Regions from separate parts of the Sus scrofa genome. Here regions 2, 3 and 4 are each linked to region 1. The links are chromatin contacts, called in public Hi-C and HiChIP or PLAC-seq maps. All regions are on one chromosome and are shown on one strand. Each heading gives the region's core, a stretch centred on a gene start, on an enhancer-like site or on the middle of the called end of the contact. The rest is flanking DNA. Distances are from core to core; before and after follow the strand shown.

Region 1 (2,979 bases), core at 135-2,634:
TTCCCTCTTTTCAGAATAGGAGAAATTCAAGCCATTCGAAACAGAGATGAAAACACTCGGTAGAAAGGCTGAAGATGAACTGAAAACAGCAAAAAACGGAAGTGAACGAGTTGAGAGTCTTTGGTGGGAACCAAAGCCCCTGGGAAAGGACTAGTGTCCGGTAGGCGCAGAGCATCTCCCGGTAGCAGGAATCGTGTTCAAACCCCCTGCAGGTCAACTATACCTCCTAACTGCTGACAATTTGTCCCTGCTAGAGTCCTAATTCAAGTCCCTATTATCACGCATCAGGGTTACTTAAAAGGTGTCCCTGCTACCGGGACGCTCTCATCTCCCGCAGCCTCATTTCCCGTCCCGCTCCCCGCTTCTTTCACTTCCTGGGACGAAAGGCGCTCTCCACCCTCCCCAGGAACTTGCCCATTCCCAGAATATTGCTCTTTCTCCACACTCCCCTGTCTCTGCATAACTCATATGCGTGCTTTAAGCTCAGCTCGGGCAGCGCCACCTCCTCTGGGGGGGAACCCCCGCACCCCCGTCCCGGAGCACCCCTCCCCGCGCCGCGGCGCTCAGGTCCACATTCCCGCCGCGCTGTGGGCGAATTACCTCTCGCGCGGTCTCGCGCGGCCGGCTCCCGACTGGACGCCAGGGGGCGTGGCTCCGGCCAATCCGGGAGGTCAGCGGGAACACGCCAGCCAATAGGCTCTCAGCGCGCGCCGGGCCCGCTGCTCCGCGCCAGCCCCGGGAGCTCTGAACGGAAGTCCGACCTGTCGGCGACCCAGGGGGCGAGGCGAGGCGCCGCCACCTCCCCGACGGCGAGAGCCGAGCCGGGGGACGAAGCGGAAGTCCCGCGGACCCACTGACTATACTGAAGAGAGACTCGCGGTGTCATGGCCGCCGACAGTGACGACGGCGCAGCCTCAGCTCCAGCCGTTTCTGACGGTGAGTGGCTTCCCGGGGACAGCTTTGAAATCCTGTACGTTTGGCGGGGCGGGAGGGCCTCAGGTTCACTGTTCGAAGAAACCGACCTCAAGTTTCAGAGGACTAGCTGCTTCCTTCTGGACCAGCCACGAGGAGACTACAAGTCCCGGCGTGCACCGCGACGCTGGCTGCGGAAGTCTGGCGTGCTGGCGCGGAGTCGGGACGTGCAGGGGCGTGCCGGGAGATGCAGTCCGGAGCTCGAAGCTCTGTTAAGCGGGGCGGGTGGGGAGTTGTGGGCAGGAAGTGGGACGGATGCGGGCGTAATGTATCAGGCTCTGCGCGCGCTCTGGCTGCTGCCGCGTGTGGCTATGAGGTGCCCCGGGAACGGTGCTGTAGAGCCTTGCAGGATATTAAAGGAGCCGAGGTCCTCCATCCTTGCAAAAGATTTCGTAGAGGATGTGGGGAAAAGGAACCTCACAGATCATCGAGCCCAACCTTAGTCTTTTACAGGTTTTGATGCTGAGGAGGAAGACACTTTCCCAGCCTCATAATCTTCTGAAAGACCTGGGCTTTTTTTCCCCAAAATCGGGGCACTGTGCACCCCAAGGCCTGTGTATTGAGCATAAGTGATACAAAGGCTTGAGGGGAAAGCTGCCATATCTTGCCTAAAGAGAAACTGCTCCTGCCTCTGCCCCCAGCCATGGCCTAGCTTAGTGTTTGTTCTCATGGGCCCTCTGCCTGAGCGTCGTCACCCTCCTTACCCCCAGGTGGTGTCCACCAAAGCACAAAATCTGGGGAGGAGCTGGCAATCCAGGTTCCCGTGGTGGATGTACAAAACGACAACTTCAAGGAAATGTGGCCGTCCCTCCTGCTGGCCATAAAGACAGCTAGCTTTGTGGCTGTGGACACGGTGAGGGTTGGGGAACTGGGAGAGCCGGTGGTTGTGAGGGGGCTGGTGCTGCGGACCTAACACAGCTCTCTCTTTGCTGACGCTTAGGAACTGAGTGGGCTTGGGGACCGGAAGAGTTTGCTGAACCAGTAAGTGTAAGCCCTGATCTCTTTAGTCCTAGCCTTGGCAGGAGGGGCAGAGCTCAGCCCTGGAGTGGAGGTCACAGTCCTGGGTGGTTTGGGTCCGTCATGAGGCTAAGTCCCAGCCACAGCCACTCCCAACCTCAACCCCAAGGTGCATCGAGGAACGTTACAAGGCCGTGTGTCATGCTGCCAGGACCCGTTCCATCCTCTCCCTGGGCCTCGCTTGCTTTAAGCACCAGCCGGACAAGGTATGGGCTGATCTCACCCTCTCCCAGGTCTGTGGCTGGGGGAGGAGGGTTGAGATCCTAGAGAACATCAGCTGTGAGGTTTTTTCCTCCCAAGGCTTGACGTAGCAGAACCTCCTTCTCTCCCAGGGTGACCATTCATACCTGGTCCAGGTGTTCAATCTGACCCTGCTGTGCATGGAGGAGTATGTCATAGAACCAAAGTCCGTGCAGTTCCTGGTCCAGCATGGTTTCAACTTCAACCGGCAGTATGCCCAGGGCATCCCCTACCACAAGGGCAACGACAAGGTAGGACTCCAGCCTTGAGGCGGCCCTTTCTGTGACTTCATTTCTTACTCCTCTTTGCGGCTGGGTGCCTGGGGGAGGATCTGTTTCTTAGGCACATGGGGCGTCGTGACAGCTGGGGAAACAAAACATACCTTGGTGAAGAGCGCTGGATTAGACAGCAGGAGAGAACTTTCCAAGTGAGGGAGCCTGGGATGTATGTGTCCTGCAAAAGAGGCTTCCCTGGGGACTCTGTCCTTCCCAGTGACCCCTTTCTTTCCACCCAGGGCGATGAGAGCCAGAGCCAGTCAGTGAGGACCCTGTTCCTGGAGCTGATCCGGGCCCGCCGGCCCCTGGTGTTGCACAACGGTCTTATAGACCTGGTGTTCCTGTACCAGCACTTCTATGCGCACCTGCCCGAGAGCTTGGGAACCTTCACTGCTGACCTGTGTGAAATGTTCCCAGCTGGCATTTATGACACCAAATATGCTGCTGAGTTTCACGCCCGCTTTGTGGCCTCCTA
Region 2 (3,328 bases), core at 784-3,283, 550 kb before region 1:
GGGGTCAAATCAGAGCTGCAGCTGCCGGCCTACACCACAGCCACACCAGATCCGAACCAAGTCTGCGACTTACCACAGCCCACGGCAACAGTGGATCCTTAATCCACTGAGCAAGGCCAGGGATCGGACCTGTGTCCTCATGGATGCTCGTCAGATTCATTTCTGCTGAGCCACGACGGGAACTCCAAAGGATGAATTCTGAATGCCCTACTATGGCCTGTTAGGCCCCACCTGGTCAGTCCTCTCTGTTGGTCCAGTGGGAATGTAATTTGGACAGAATAGTTTGGAGAAGAGCCCAGCTTCTGTGACTAAGCGGGAGCTCTGTGATCGCAGAAACTTTTTTGTTTGTTTTCTTTCTGTTTTTTGACCACACTCACAGCATGTGAAGGTTCCCAGGCCAGGAAATGAATCCAACTAGCAACCATGAGGCCGAGGTAGATCACAGATGCCACCTGGATCTGGCGCAGCTGTGTTGTAGGCCAGTAGCTGTAGCTCTGATTAGACTCCTAGCCTGGGAACTTCCCATATGCCAAGAGCTTGGCCCTAAAAAAAAAAAAAAAAATCATTTTTCAGCCCTCCCTTTGACTAAACCACATCACCCTGTGCTGGCTTTCCTCTGGCCACTCTTAATTGCACCCTCCAGCTCCTTTGCTCTGCCTGACCTTAAACGTTGCCATTCCCAAGCCTTGGTCCTAGCCCCTCTTCTTGTATTTCTTGGTGCCAGGGCCTGGCACACTATTATTGCACGCTGACAGGGTCCATGCACTAAGAATGGTTTTTATGTTTTGAATGTTTGGGGGCAAAAAAATCATGTTTGTTTCAGGACAGGTGAATCTCAGTATCCACGAAGTTTTACTCCTGCGCCGCCACGTGCGCTCTTTTACTACTGTCCATGGCTGCGTTCACACTACGAAGCAAAATTGAGTGGTCGTGACAAGGACCTTACAGCCCACAAAGGCTGAAGTATTGATACGGGAAAGATGATCCTGGAATCCGGATTCTTGTTCACGGCAGTCAAAGAGTGAACTCCGCGAACACACAGGCAGCAAGCAAGCAACATCTTTATTAAAAGAAAGCAGATAGCTCCCAGGGGTGCTAGGAGAGGGGGAGAAGAGCCCCCCTTCTCTATTGTCCCATAGTGGTTTTTATCTCTTAAGGATGGGGGGGTACCAACGTGGGGGTCCAGAGAGATGCGGTCTTCTCCCATTGGCCTTGTTCAATTACCCATATCAGTCCTTGTCCAGTGGGGTCTTAGGGGTGGAAATGTCCCCTAAGTCTCATAGTTTCTTTGTCCTTTTCTTCCCGTAAACAGAGCCACAGGGGATGAGGGGTCCATGTCCATCCGGGCGAGGTACCCTCCCTAGAGTCAACAAGGCCTGTGAGGATGTTACTCCCTGGAGCCCTTAAGCCACCAGCGGGAATCAATGGCCATATCAAAGCATGCATCCAAGCCCAGGCTCCTCCACTGACGACCTGAGTTAATACTCTCTCAGTATTAGCTGACCCTTTACAGGAAGAGTTTCCTTAGGCCCTGTCCCGAGGTTCCGTTCATTCCGGTGGCTTTGCTTCCCGAAGTAGCATCGTCTGGCCAGACCCCTTCTCTAGCGGACACGAACACCCAGCTACCTGTCACTCCCACCTGCCAGAGGCATCCGGAGCGCACCAGGACCGCGTCCAGGACAGCGCCCACCTTCTCACTGAACAGCACCAAGAGTCGCGCAACGGGTCCCCTGAGAAATTCAGACGCCCTAAAGCAAACCCTTCGAAGCGAAGCCCAAGTCCACCTCTACGTCCCCGTCCAGCGCCTCCGCCCTCCCCCGCAGCCCCCTCAGGACCGCCGCAATGGCTGCGAACAGGGGTCTTTGTGAAACAGGGGGCCAGGCGAGCGCCCACCCGAGCCCCCAGGACCCGCGCCAGGCCCCGCCCGCCGGCAGCGCCCTCAGAGCCTCCCCGCCCGAGGCCTCCGCGGCGCCGCCGCGAGCGCGTAAGCAAGGCCGCCCTCCGGCTCCAGGCCGCGCCGCGCGTCGCCCGGAAGAGACGTCAGGAGGCGGGGCTGCGTTTTACAAACCGGACCGTGACGCGCTGCGTTTTCTCTTTCCAGCCGGCGCCGAGCGATGGGTGAGTGGCGCTCTGCCGCGGGCCCGGGGTCGGGGCGTGAGCTCAATCCGGCGCCATCCTGCCTCGCGGCCCAGCTGAGAGCACGGGCGCCCGGGCTCCCAGCTTCGAGCCTCCGCGAGAAGCGTGATGCTTGGGCTCGGGCCGCCGAAGTCGCTGCGGGGACCGCCGGGCTCGGAGCCGCGAGCGGCCCCATCATGGCTGCCGGGGTCGAGGCGGGAAGGGGGCCCGGCCGGGCCGCACGTGCATGATGACAACTCAGAAATGCTGTGACCTCCCGACTTCGCAGTGGGGGATCCAACCTTGGAGAGCTGAGCGTGCGGCCGCCCGCGCGGGCCGCTGGGCTGCCCGGGCCCGGCCCCGGGTTCCCTGACTCAGGCTGCCGCTCCTCCGCTCTCACCCGTAGGCATCTCTCGGGACAACTGGCACAAGCGCCGCAAGACTGGGGGCAAGAGAAAGCCCTACCACAAGAAGCGGAAGTATGAGCTGGGACGCCCCGCTGCAAACACCAAGGTGCGTGCGGGGCCCCAGCGCCGGGGAGAAGGTCCCCTCGGGGGCAGTTGTATCTCTGTGGGGCTCTGCGATGTGCGGTCGGCCTCTGCGTGTCGGGAATAATTAGGGCTGCACGGAGACAGCCGCTGTGTCCTGGGAGTGCCTGGAGGGAGTGGGCTCCGCAGTCGTAGTCGGACACTTGGTCTTGCTGGTGCATGGAGAGGTAATGCAGTGTTGGGAATCAGGCTTTTCCTCGTGGAGGCGACGAGAGTGATGAAAAAAGGATCCTTAGGCGTGGTTGTGGCCGTCTTGGTCATTTGTGTACCACTTGCCAATGCTAGGACGTGTCATAGTTACACTGACTGTGTTGCCTCCATCCGGCTTGCTTTCCTTTCTCTGTCGGCTCTTGCTCTCTAATAACCTGGTTCCTCCTGTCTCCTTGTGTTTTCTAGATTGGCCCTCGCCGCATACACACAGTCCGTGTGCGGGGAGGTAACAAGAAGTACCGGGCCTTGAGGCTGGACGTGGGGAACTTCTCCTGGGGCTCCGAGTGTGAGTGGAGGCCCTCCAGGCGTGGGTGGGAACTCAGCACCTAAACCTTTCTAAGCTACAGTAAGTGCTTGTAGCAGGAAGCCATGGCCTGGACCAGGATACTGAGCTTTCTTTTGTCGAAAGACTTTGGGATTGTGGGGAGTTGTTTCCGTCTGTCCTGCCTCTTAAC
Region 3 (3,085 bases), core at 519-3,018, 590 kb before region 1:
TTAACTCACTGTGCCAGGTTGGGGATGGAACCTGCGTCCCGGTGCTCCAGAGATGCAGCCAATCCCTTCGGGCCACAGCAGTCACTCCTATGCTTAAAGTTCAAATTCACAACAATTACTTGCTGTCTTAATCCACATAAAGATTGGAAATCACAACTAACCCTGAGGATTTCCTTGGTTGGTTAGGGTTTTTTTTTCCAATTTTCTTTTTCTTTTTTTGGGGGGGGGGGGCTGCACCCATGGCATGCAGCAGTTCTAGGGCTAGGGATCAAAGCTATGCCACATTAGTTGACCTGAGATGCTGCAGTGACAAGGACAGATCCTTAACCCACTGCACCCCAAGGAAACTCCCAAGATTTCCTTGGTTTGTGTGTGTGTATTCGCGTGCGTGTGTTTTCTAGGGCTGCACGTCCGGCATATGGAGGTTCCCAGACTAGGGGTCGAAATTGGAGTTGTAGCCGCCGGCCTACACCACAGCTCACAGCAATGCGGATCCTTAACCCACTGAGCAAGGCCAGAAATCGAACCTGAAACCTCACGGCTATTAGTCGGATTCATTTACGCTGCGCCGCAAGGGGAACTTCCCTATTTTTAATAGTTCTACTTTTAAGGCTAAATTACCTCATATGTATAAATATGTGAAAAACGTATAAATATGTCATAGAAAAAGAAACCAACTGTACTTCAACTTTTTTACAATTTTTTTTTTTTTAATGCCAAATCACACGAGTGCAACACTTAGAACCAGAGCCGCAGAGAGGTGGGCTATGCCCGAGGTGCTCACGTCGTACTACCTTGAAAAATGTTTGTGAACAGGTACGTCCAGGCCTGAATTTTAAAAGTTTACTTCAAGGCCTAATCAAAATAGATTAACCAGATATTCCATAGGTAGCAGACCTCTACTGGGCAACTGAGGGCTGTGCACCAGGCAGTGCCAGTCTACACTTGGCCGTCTCCAACGTGTGAGCATAAATTTAAACCTGTGGGACCAAGTGTGCCCGTCCCTGCTTGAATCTCTCCTGTGTGGTCACTAGGGGGTAAAACGACAGCGTGCTTCTCCGACCCCATCAGCATCGCTTCACCAAGACCTTTGACTACGGGAGGATTAAGCCACACCGTCCAAGCCACGAGCACACGTGTTCTTCCGAAAAAGAGAGCAGACTGGAAAGCAGTGCTGCCGCCCTCGCCAGAGTTCGAAATGTTTCATGCAGTAACTGAATAGGAAAAAGCACAGTATCTCCACAGCGCAAGTGTTACCCGTAAGCATTTACATGTAAAATTCACTTAAACAACAGACGCAAAACCCCCACCACAAAAAGTTTACCTACAAACCAGTAAAAAACTCGTCTATTTTTTGTACACTCTCAGTAAGCCTCGCATAAGCAAGGCCTCAAAAAATTGGGTAAAGACTCAGAATTGTTCCTCTCCACGGAAATCTTTAGTAAAAGGCGAAAGATTTATACGATCTGAAGAGAAACCAGAGTATGCTCACTTTGCCGAGCACACAGTCCTCGGGTAACTGTAAGTCCTAATTCAGCAATGGTAACTGTGTGTCCCCAAAGACCTAGTAAGTTATACCTTTGTCTCAGGCAATACTGTGAAAATATCATCATTTTCTGGAGCGGCAGGAGGAGGGGGAAGGCTAAAAGAAAAAGAAGAAGCCAGCCTTTAAAAATTGGAGAGAACCTTGTGCAATGCATTCTGGGTATGTAAATGAGGCTGAGTCACCGACCTCCCGTTTCTGGAAGTACCTTGGTTCATTAGTTTTCCTGCTGAGTTTAGAGCCACCACCGGGGGGCAGAGCAGAAACCAGATTGGCAGGAAGTAGAGACCGGGTCCAGACAAAGTCCGAGGGCAGGGAGGAGGTTTGGGGAGGGTTTGGTTTTGTTTTGTTTTGTTTTTTGTTTTTAGGGCTGCACCCATGGCATATGGAGGTTCCCAGGCTAGGGGTCGAATGGGAGCCGTAGCCCCGGCCACGCCAGATGGAACTGTATCCTGACCTACCCCACAGCTTGCATCTATGCCACACCTTGCATCTATGCCACACCTTGTGCCAACGCAGGATCCTTAACCCACTGAACAAGGCCAGGGATCCAAGGATCCAACCGCATTGTCGTGTATATAAGTAGGGTAGGGAGTTTCATGGTGGTCTAGCAGTTAGGGACTCAGCACTGTCACCTCTGTGGGTCGGGTCACTGCCGTGGTTCAGGTTCGATCCCTAACGTGGGAACTTCGGCATGCCATAGGCACAGCCAAAAAAAAAAAAAAAAAAAAAAGTGTGGATATTCTCTTGTAAAAACAAAACAGTTTTGTTGTGGTGTAGAGAGTTAATGATGCAGCGTGGCCACTGCAATGACCTGGGTTGGTGCTGTGGCTCGGGTTCAGTCCCTGACCCAGGAACTTCCACATGCCAAAAAACAAAATCCTTATGTATACAGTTGAAGCCTGCACCTGTACCTCCGCAATCCCATTTGCTCCCCCTTTGTTCAGCGATACCCGTTCTTCCACCCAACAATATCAGTCATGTGTTTGTAAAACTTGTGTAAATCTTATACCTTATCCATCCTTCTGTAACTTCCTTTTTAAAATTAACTGCATTTTCAAGATGTATTTGTGTTGGTATCTGTAAACCTAGTTCCAGTTCATCCATTTTATTTTCTGCGCAATATTCCATTGTTTGAGTATTACCACAATGCCTGGGACGTCCAGCAAAGGGACAGCTAGTGGCACTACTATTAAAAAATCTCTCCAGTCCCCATCTATTTTTTTTTAATTTTTTCAAACACAACAATGGGAGGAAAAAGTATGTATACATGTATGTGTAACTTGGTCCCCATGCTGTAGATGGAAAAATAAATAAATAAAAATTTTTTCATAAACTTTTTTTTTTTTTGGTCACACCTATGACATGTAGAAGTTCCCAGGCCAAGGATCGAGCCCTTGCTGTAGCAGTCACGATGCTGGATCCTTAACCTGCTGAACCACAAGGAGATTCCTATTCATTCAAGGTTTCTTAGACCTTTTCCTTGTGAAAACAAAAACAGGAATAAAGGAGTTCCTGTGTGGCTCAGCAGTAACGAACCCG
Region 4 (3,095 bases), core at 323-2,822, 610 kb before region 1:
CGTGGTAGTTTTGATTTGCATTTCTCTTATAATCAGCGATGTTGAGCATTTTCTCATGTGTTTGCTGGCCATCTGTATATCTTTGAAGAACAGTCTATTCAGGTCTTTTGCCCGTTTTTCCATTGACTGATTGGCTTTTTTGCTGTTGGGCAAAGCCTATGCTTTTAATATACAGCACGTGGCAAGTGTTTCCAGAATATTTCCTTTGCTGCTCCTACTGTGGTTCCAAGAAGGGAGAGTCTGTTTTTCACAGGGGAGATCAAGGAGGGGTCACCAAGAAGGCATTGTTGGTGCTGAGCCTTGGAGAGGGGGATTAGAGAGGCAGAAACCGAAGAGGGCAGGAGTTCCCATCGTGGCTCAGTGGTTAGCAACTAGCATCCAAGAGGACGCGGGTTCGATTCCTGGCCTTGCTCAGTGGGTTAAGGATCTGGCGTTGCCCTGAGCTCTGGTGTAGATCACAGACTCTGCTCGGATCCCATTGTGGCTATGGCTGTGGTGGAGGCCGGCAGCTGGAGCTCTGATTAGACCCCTAGCCTGGGAACCTCCATATGCTGTGGGTGCAGCCCTAAAAAGACAAAAAAAAAAAAAAAAAAAAAAAAAAGACCAAACAACAACAACAAAAGAGAGCGGAAGAAGGCATTCTGGAAAGAGGATTGATCTAAACAGAGGCCCACGTTGCTGCAACATGGATGGACCTAGAGATTATCATACTAAGTGAAGTAAGTCAGACAAAGACAACTATCATGTAATATCACTTATATGTGGAATCGAATTTAAAAATGATACAAAAGAACTTATTTAGGGCGTTCCGTTGTGGCTCAGCAGTAATGAACCTGACTGGTATCCATGAGGATTCGGATTCGATCCCTGGCCTCGCTCAATGGGTTAAGGATCCTCCTGGGTGTGGAGAGTGAGAGGGCAGAGGGAAGGGGGAGGGGGCAGGGCCGAGGAGCCCAAGGCAGGGAGGCCCAGCAGACGAGCAGGGTCTGGCGGCCTTGCCTGTGGGGACTCCTGTGTCCAGGATGAGAGGTTGAGCCCCAGCTCCAGGGAGCCTGGAGCAGCTGAAGGTGGCGGCAGGTAGGGGGTTAAGGCGGGATGCAGGTGAGATCCTGGGGAAGGCCTGGACGCCCACTCCCAGTCTAGACTGGTTTTCAGAGGCGGCGATGAAATTGAACCTTGTCTTTCCTTCATCAGCCCCGTCAACTTTGTGTTGTTGGATCCCCGCAGGGAGTATGTGGACCCCAATGTTGAAAAGTCACGCTGTCTTGGAATCTAAGCTGCCATCTGTTACCACCTGGAGCAGAGTCTCCTAGCTGGGGAGGGGTGGCCAGTGATGGGGTGGGGTGGTGAAAGTCAAGATCGGGGCCAGCAGCAGAGAGGTGTCGCTGGCCTTGGAGCAGGGGGGTGAGCTGGCCCTGGGATCGTGTCCGGAGGCTGAATCACACAACCCCCAGGTGGCGCTGTGACCCTCCCTCCCCTCACCCCACCTGCAGGTGGCAGAGTGGCCCTCCTACTCATCTGTCACTTCGCAGCTTACGCAGTTCTTTGCCAAGGGCTTCCGTGACCTGCCTTCACCCCGCCCCAGTGGCAGCCTCCTTCCTTTGTTCCACCTCCCGCCCCCTCCCCTCCAGCCCCTCCCTGGGACCAGTTATCTCCGGAACGGTCTCTGCCCTGGTCATAATAGCCTGTGCATAGTTTCCGGCAGCTCTGGCAGTTATCGTCCTTATGTCCCAGCACAGCCCCCAGCTTGGTCCTTGGTGTGTGTTTGCTGAGGGAGGGAGGGAGTCCTGCACACACACACTGTGCCAGTGACTGCTCGCCCGCCTGCCTTGCCCTCTGAGCAGCCTCAGGGCAGGGACTAGGTCTGATTCGTCTCTTTTTCCCGCTCAGGGTCTGGCAGATAAAGAGTGGTGCTCAGTAGAAGTTGGTTGATTAAACTTATGGGGGGGGACTATGGCTTAGTTTCAGTTTTGCTGTTGAACCCCGCCAGAGTGAACTGGCCCAGCTTCTTCCCATATCAAGCCCCATCTAAAGCCCCCCTGCATTTGTTACATAACAAACCACTCTGGCAGAGGCAGCCTGAGCATGAAGCTTTGTCATGTCTTTTTGGTTGGATGTCTGCAGGTGCAATAACAGTGAGACTGTGCACCCCAAAATAACTTCCCATATGCCAGACTCATAACCAGTGTTCAGGAAATGTGCGTTAAATGAAAGAATTATTCTTTTTTACCAGGCACTTGCAAATAGTCTTCGTGGAGTTCCCTTTGTGGCTCAGCGGGTTAAGACCCCAACACAGTGTCCATGAGGATGTGGGTTCAATCCCTGGCCTCACTCAGGGGATTAAGGATCTGTTGTTGCCACAAGCTGCATCATAGGTCTCAGATGTGCCGCGGATTCCGTGTTGCCGTGGCTGTGCCGTAGGCCAGCAGCTTCAGCTCAGATTCAACCTCTAGCCCTGGCCTGAGAACATCCCTACCGCGGCAAAAAGGAAAGAAAAAAAAAAAAGTCTTGGGAATATAGCGCATGCATATGCAGGGATAGTCCACTAGGGGGAACTATTTCACACTATTTCACCACCGTTTGGGCGGCAACAGTCAAGGAAGGCAGGTGATATGGCTGAAGGGACTAACCTTAATAAGGGCAGGATTGATTTGGCTTTTTAAAAAAAAAAAAGCAGGAGTTCCCATCCTGGCTCAGTGGTCAACGAATCCACGGTTGTGGGTTCACTCCCTGGCCTCGCTCAGTGGGTTAGGGATCTGGCGTTGCTGTGGCTGTGGTGTAGGCCAGCAGCTGTAGCTCCAATTCGACCCCTAGCCTGGGAACCTCCATATGCCCTAAAAAGACCAAAAAAAAAAAGTCCCTGGCCCCTCTCAGCGGGTTAAGGATCCGGCGATGCTGTGAGCTGCGGTGTATTTGTAGACCCTGCTCAGATCTGGCATTGCTGTGGCAGCTCCCAGTAGAGCCCTAGCCTGGGAACTATCATATGCTGTGAGTGCGGCCCTAAAAAGACACAAAAATAAGTAGATAAATAAAAGAAAAAGAACAAAGAAAAAAATCAGATATTGGAGTTCCCATTGTGGCTCCACCAGTTAAGG

The links. Hi-C and Micro-C count contacts between places; a contact is called where the count stands out from the background. HiChIP or PLAC-seq counts read pairs in DNA pulled down with a chosen protein or histone mark.
Region 2: an H3K27ac HiChIP or PLAC-seq map of alveolar macrophages shows a contact between it and region 1. The contact joins the promoter of RPS8 here to the promoter of MUTYH in region 1. A contact is called at or near these places in 1 of 5 promoter capture datasets (fetal liver) and 2 of 2 datasets of contacts at active chromatin or transcription factors (alveolar macrophages and skeletal muscle).
Region 3: an H3K27ac HiChIP or PLAC-seq map of alveolar macrophages shows a contact between it and region 1. The contact joins the enhancer-like site here to the promoter of MUTYH in region 1. A contact is called at or near these places in 2 of 5 promoter capture datasets (fetal skeletal muscle and liver), 7 of 47 Hi-C or Micro-C datasets (alveolar macrophages, embryonic fibroblasts, mesenteric adipose tissue and 4 more) and 2 of 2 datasets of contacts at active chromatin or transcription factors (alveolar macrophages and skeletal muscle).
Region 4: a Hi-C map of omental adipose tissue shows a contact between it and region 1, with 1.8 times the contacts expected there. The contact joins the enhancer-like site here to the promoter of MUTYH in region 1. A contact is called at or near these places in 1 of 5 promoter capture datasets (fetal liver), 6 of 47 Hi-C or Micro-C datasets (embryonic fibroblasts, mesenteric adipose tissue, omental adipose tissue and 3 more) and 1 of 2 datasets of contacts at active chromatin or transcription factors (alveolar macrophages).

What each region holds. Positions count from the first base shown.
Region 1 is chr6:166,001,258-166,004,236 of Sscrofa11.1, reverse strand. It overlaps MUTYH (adenine DNA glycosylase), which reads right to left and starts at 1,384. Exons shown (of 16, transcript XM_021096748.1): 1 at 601-1,384. It overlaps TOE1 (target of EGR1 protein 1), which reads left to right and starts at 667. Exons shown (of 9, transcript XM_003128045.4): 1 at 667-936; 2 at 1,683-1,825; 3 at 1,913-1,953; 4 at 2,099-2,195; 5 at 2,322-2,480; 6 at 2,744-2,979. The coding sequence starts at 885.
Region 2 is chr6:166,551,994-166,555,321 of Sscrofa11.1, reverse strand. RPS8 (40S ribosomal protein S8) reads left to right here and starts at 2,033. Exons shown (of 6, transcript XM_003128060.4): 1 at 2,033-2,118; 2 at 2,522-2,628; 3 at 3,060-3,159. The coding sequence starts at 2,115.
Region 3 is chr6:166,588,189-166,591,273 of Sscrofa11.1, reverse strand. C6H1orf228 reads left to right here. Exons shown (of 18, transcript XM_021096783.1): 13 at 1,035-1,705. The coding sequence ends at 1,222. Among named protein-coding and RNA genes, the nearest start is that of KIF2C, 12 kb to the right of the region's middle. Within about 2 kb of position 1,768, at least 69 of the 83 cell types and tissues checked have an H3K27ac peak or open chromatin away from gene starts, as enhancers often do. A contact at or near this core is called in alveolar macrophages, embryonic fibroblasts, fetal skeletal muscle and 6 more, where this site is marked.
Region 4 is chr6:166,609,443-166,612,537 of Sscrofa11.1, reverse strand. All of the region lies in intron 7 of C6H1orf228, which reads left to right. Among named protein-coding and RNA genes, the nearest start is that of KIF2C, 33 kb to the right of the region's middle. Within about 2 kb of position 1,572, at least 42 of the 83 cell types and tissues checked have an H3K27ac peak or open chromatin away from gene starts, as enhancers often do. A contact at or near this core is called in alveolar macrophages, fetal liver, omental adipose tissue and 2 more, where this site is marked.